Regions from separate parts of the Anser cygnoides genome. Here region 1 is linked to region 2. The links are chromatin contacts, called in public Hi-C maps. All regions are on one chromosome and are shown on one strand. The core of a region is the stretch at or near the end of the contact, and the rest is flanking DNA. Distances in the headings are between cores, read along the strand shown. Region 1 has its middle 88 kb from the start of IGF2. Region 2 overlaps CD81 (CD81 molecule).

The links. A called contact is a pair of places that touch in the nucleus more often than the background predicts.
Region 1: a contact with region 2 is called in a Hi-C map of liver, with 2.2 times the contacts expected there. The contact joins two enhancer-like sites. A contact is called at or near these places in 2 of 7 Hi-C or Micro-C datasets (both in liver).

What each region holds. Positions count from the first base shown.
Region 1 is chr5:38,420,593-38,423,292 of Taihu_goose_T2T_genome, reverse strand. No RefSeq gene overlaps it. Among named protein-coding and RNA genes, the nearest start is that of IGF2, 88 kb to the right of the region's middle. Within about 2 kb of position 1,387, at least 1 of the 3 cell types and tissues checked has open chromatin away from gene starts, as enhancers often do. A contact at or near this core is called in liver, where this site is marked.
Region 2 is chr5:38,174,722-38,177,421 of Taihu_goose_T2T_genome, reverse strand. It overlaps CD81 (CD81 molecule), which reads left to right. Exons shown (of 8, transcript XM_048066636.2): 3 at 1,791-1,888. Among named protein-coding and RNA genes, the nearest start is that of TSSC4, 17 kb to the right of the region's middle. Within about 2 kb of position 1,306, at least 1 of the 3 cell types and tissues checked has open chromatin away from gene starts, as enhancers often do. A contact at or near this core is called in liver, where this site is marked.

The sequences.
Region 1 (2,700 bases), core at 138-2,637, 250 kb before region 2:
AAAGATGTTGGCTGAAGATGAGATGTGATCATCAATAGGTTGCTTTTATCTGTTTAAATCTAGTAGTAATAACAAAAAGTACAAATGAAAGATACATAACATTAGCTTCCTTCTGCACCACAGGCCAGGATTTTGTGAATTATCCCCAGATTTCAGTACCTCCCTTACGGCTTCTGTTCTGTCTCTTACAATAAAGATTTGCTTGCCAACTTCTTTGAGCAGGGGAAGGAAGCCAAGCCAGTCCTGGAAGGGGCTGAGCTGTGTTTGTTGTGCTATGTTTTGGGAAGCCCTCTTCTGATATGTGTCGATGTACTTTGCCCCCTTCAGTCTCTTTATCCTTGTGGGGGGTCTCTGCTTGCCCTTTAGTTGATTCTTTGAGGAACCCTCCCAGAAAATCTAGGGCAGTCGAGGGTGGAAGTGGGAGAATGCTTTAGCAGCTCCTCATCTATTCAGAGCAGGGACTGTGTCTAAAACTGAAGTGTCCTGTTGCCATTATAAAGTTGTGTTGTCTTCTGAAGCACCAGGTATTGGTCGTGGCTGGAAAGAGGAGAGCAGATTAGATGGATCCAATGGACTGATCTGGCATGGTAGGCTTTAAGCTCTTTGAAGCCTATGAGGGCATTTCCATTTCCAAACCACAAATTATTTCCAGAAACTGGGAAACAAGAGGAGGGAAACAAGAGGAAGGAAAGCTTGCACATGGCAAGCTCAACAGAGACAGAAAAAAAACCCTTTGCAATGAAGTCATTGGACAGAAAGTAAACTGCCCACAAGCCCTTTTACCAGAAGAGTTTGGATCGAGAGTCCAGTGAATAGGAGAATTATATGTAACACGTACTATATGAACTGTCAGGGCAATAAAGAGGTATTGTCCATGGGTTGGTCTCAGAACTTCCACTGAACCCTCTAGTGCATGAGTCAGTAACAGAGAAGATTGGCATATGTGGTCCGTGGTCCAGAGCCAGGTTAAAGGAAAGGTGGAACTTTTCACAGAAAATAGTTAAAGCTTTGCTTTATCAGGCTTGCTGTTCACTAAACTTTGCTTAACTTGTGCAATGGTTCCTGGCTCCTCCATATGGCCTTCACCTTTGAATACTATTGATTAACTAGTACCTAGCTTGCAATATGATCTGAGTTCCTCCTACAGCTTTCTCTTCTTTATCTAACGGACTTGGCTATTTTAACCCTTTGACTGGGAACTTGGTCACTTACTTGGTGACCAGTGCCTCTTCTGTACAGCTTTATGTCGAGGAAGCAAGCGAGAGGGACTGAAGATCCTGGGAGAGAAAGCCAAACTGCTGAGGCTCTGAATTCTTTGTGTTGCAGTAGCATCCAGTAGGCGCGCTCTAGCTAGGAAGGGGGCCTGCTGTGCGAGGCACAGGACCAGAACGTAATGAGAGGGCTGCTCCTGCCCTGAAGAACTTGCAGCCTGAATAGAAAACACAAAGAATGGGAGCAAAACTAGAGGCAGAAAGAAAAGAGATGACTTGGCCAAGATGACTGAGCAGTAAATCAGTGGCAGAACTTCGAAGAGTTCCCTTGAGTCCTAATCTGGTGACCTTTCTAGTGGGGCAGGCTGCCTCTGGCTTTTCACTGAAGTGTGCAAAGCATTGGCTTTTGATTTGCAAATAGATTAGAGCATACAGCATTGTATGCCAAAACCTTCAGCACGAAGTTAATGTTGCCTAATGGTGTCTCGTATTGTTCCAGAATGCATAAAGGATTTATCCCGAGCAGGAAATGAGAAATTAATGCAAATTTAAACTTCTGAAAAGTGGGAAGTGTAGAGGTTCATGCTACACTCTGAAAATAACCTTAACTCTGCTCTCTTCCAGCATTGTCACTATATATGTTCAGACACACAGAACCTCATGGAAAAATCAAGAAAAGAGGCACGTGAAAACAAGAAGTAAAGACTAATATTTTTTCTGTCTGAGCATATCCTATCAAGAGCAAGGGAACAGACAGCAGTATGTTCTCTTCAGTTTCTTCATACCCACTTCATATAATTTCATACTTTTTAAAACCAGAAGACCTCACTAGACAGCCTGACCTCTTCTATGCCAACCTGCAAACTTCTGATGCAGCTCTAGTGAGCCAAATGCAGTGAGATTGTCCACAGCATCTTCCACAGAGGCTGAAGTTCAAATCTTGAGTGCAGTAATTTCAGACAGTGAAGCTATTGTCTGGTTGTTTTCAGGGGGTCTTGGCTCCACTCCTCCCCTGCGCAGCCACTACAAAGTTGGCTTGCTAACCTTGGCATGCCTGGGAGAGAGGATGCATTTTGGGATGCTGAGGCATGCTGGTTTAGGAGCGCTTAGAATAGTCCACCTATAAACAGAAAGCGATGTTTGGTTTTATCTATAGCAGGACTGAGATTCCTCTGATACCTGGACAAATTTAATCTAGAGCCTCTTTTACTTTAGGGAAAAGGGGTCTAGCAGTGACGCTCAAAGCACTGAACCCCTGGGTGCACCTCAGCTCCTCTCTCGAAAACACTGCTCCCTTGTCCTCTTACTTATTCAGCGTGTAATCAATTTGGGCAAGGGCTGGTTCTCACTCCTTGCGTGTTACACTTCTGTGTAACATGCTTGAGAGCAATAAGGTAGACTAAGAAAAGCCCTATTCCCTGGTCTTAGTGAGCCTGGGCTGGGAAGGTGAAAAATCCACTTTTCCCATCTGCAGCACACCTAACTCGTT
Region 2 (2,700 bases), core at 57-2,556:
TGTCCCCTCGCCTGGGGACAGGAGGGTCCCAGCAGTCAAGCTGTGCTAGTGGCGTTTCCCTTGCCAAGTGGGGTGGCTTTTGTTTTAAAAAGGGAAGGCTCGGGAGACGAAGTTGACCCTTCCTGAGCTTGCAATATCCGTTAAGGGGGGGTTAAATATGCTGGGGTTATTATCGTGTATCGGGTTTTTAGAGGAAGGTTTATCTTGGCTTAGCTCTGCTCTCACAGAACTCGGTTGTGTCATGCATGCCCGTTAGACTTTACACATAAATTATCAGATGATTGCTTAAAAGCTACAAAGATAAGAAAAACCTTGGGCACGATGGGCACATAAAAAGCAGTTTTGATCTTGTTTGTACTTTAGTTCTGATCCTAAGGGCTGACCGACTGATTAATAACTATAAACATGTTTAGACTCCTAGCAAAATAAAACACTTCGTTGAAGGGATGTCTCTCCCAAGCACTGGGAAGATTTGCTGTATTGCTGTTAGCTTTGAGATGCTTATATATTTATAAGCATAAATATAAAATATCTTCTTATTCAGATTTTGATTTTTTTCTCACTTTGGGTTAAAAATGACTGCGATCTTGCCTGATGTTGAATTATTTCTTTGATTATTTTTTGCACACATCAAGTTGCTTTGGAACAGAAAGTGGAATTCGCTTACAAAATAGTAGACCCACAATACTTGAGAATGTTAGTTAACTAAAAATACACTAAACATACAAGATACATGAGGAGAAAGCTGTGTTTTTTGGAAAAGGAGACAGTGTAACCGAACTGGTAGCATTGCATGGCTTGGGAGGGAAAGCGTTGTGGCTGTGTACCTGGGCTAAGCGCTTGGTTCCTGAGTGAAAATGGACTTTCGTTCCTCCGTTTTCTGAGCTCTCCCTGCCTGGTTTCCAAACCTTGAGTTAGTCGGGGAGCAAGCTGACGGTGCAAATTTAATAAGTTGAAATAAAAAAAATCTCTGTGGAAGAACCTTTGACAAACAAAGTCTAGATTATATTAACTGGGATGCTTAAGCAGCGCTTTTCCCTTGGTTTTGTGGCTTGTCCGTCTCTGAAAAGTTAGCAGGATAAATATTTGTCTGATGTTTAATCTAAACAAGCCATATGCCTTATTGTTTGTTTAAAAAGATACGTTAACTAATCATTTTTTATCTCCTCTGCTTAAATATTTAAAATAGGATGCCATGGGAACTCCAATAATGCAGCTTTCAGGACACTGTAAAGCCTTTGTCTTCCTTGCTACACCCTCTTCCTATCATTGATCGAGCTCTGTGTGTTTCCTGTGATTTTGGGGGTGGCTGCTTTTTCAAGTTTCAGTATTGCTACCTTCAAGTGCTTTGAGGTTTGACTGGTGTAAGTTGTGTGATTTGCGTTGGCGCCCAGACCAGCCATGAGGTCTTGGCTAGTGCAGAGGGAACACCTGTGGGCAAATTCACCCCAAATGAGCTTACTGATGGTGATAATGTTTATTTTAATGGGAGGAACAATAACAGTGGCCTGAAATAGGGTCTGAACTCAGGTAGTTGTGGACCACTTCCACCAGCCCATCTTGGTTCACACCTGGGGACACCAGCGTCAGCAGAAGAGTAGCAGAGCAGAAAGCAGGGTGAGACGCGGTGGCCTTTTCTGCTGCTGCCACATCCGCAGCTACCTCTGCTACTCTCAGGACTTAATTATGCATACCTGTAATTAGCTATGGAGCCAGCATGCCTGGCCCAGTGATGGGGTGCTTCTTTAGGAGGCTCTGCAGTAACGTCTGCCTCTTGTTCTCCCTTGCAGGAATCTACATACTGATTGCGGTTGGTGCTGTCATGATGTTCGTGGGCTTCCTGGGATGCTACGGCGCTATCCAGGAGTCTCAGTGCCTTCTGGGAACGGTAAGGGGCTTAGCACTGTGAGGGCACATGGCCACTGAACCACCTTTTTCTTACCCAACATCCCCTACAGCTTCCCATTTTGGTCTTGGTTTCAAGGCAGTCCGTGGGGAGTTCAACACTTGTATGGAGTCATCTAATATTTTTACCTGTTAGGGCTAGGAAACAGCAGAGATTTTCCACAATATCTTAGTGAGGGTGTTGAGGTAAATCTTGGGAAAACCATTACTGAAGCGCTACAGGCATCCTTGATGGCAGGCAGCAGCTTGGGATTCCTGGCACAGGATGAGCTTAATTGCACAAGCTGCAGCTACACCAAAAGCCTTGGCCTTGGGGGTGAGGGAGACCCAGTTATTTTTAGTAAGTTCTCGCACGTGGTTCGGGTTTAAACCAGATGCCAGGCTCCGTCACCATCACCAGGCTCTGCCAGCCTCAGGGAGAAGCTGGCTGGAAGTGGCCACATTCACGAGCCACCACGTGGGTATCCCCATTCTGCAGGCCCTGGGACAACCCTGTTTTAGGGCTTTCAGTGATTTATTTATTTTTTTAAATTTATTTTGATTTTTTCCTCTCCTCCTCCCGTAGCAGAGTTATATGCAGAAGAGGAGAGTGCTGGCACGTACATATCTGCTCTTGGACTGTTATTGAGGCATGTCAGAGTTTTTGGCACGTTGTGCTTGAGAAGGCAAGAAATAGCACCAAAAAATAAATAAATCAAAGGGATTAAAAAAATATATAAAATTTGGAGGGACTTTCCAGCACTTGGCTTTGTTGAACTGGAAGATTGTGGTCCAGTGACCTGTGGGTGTGGACTC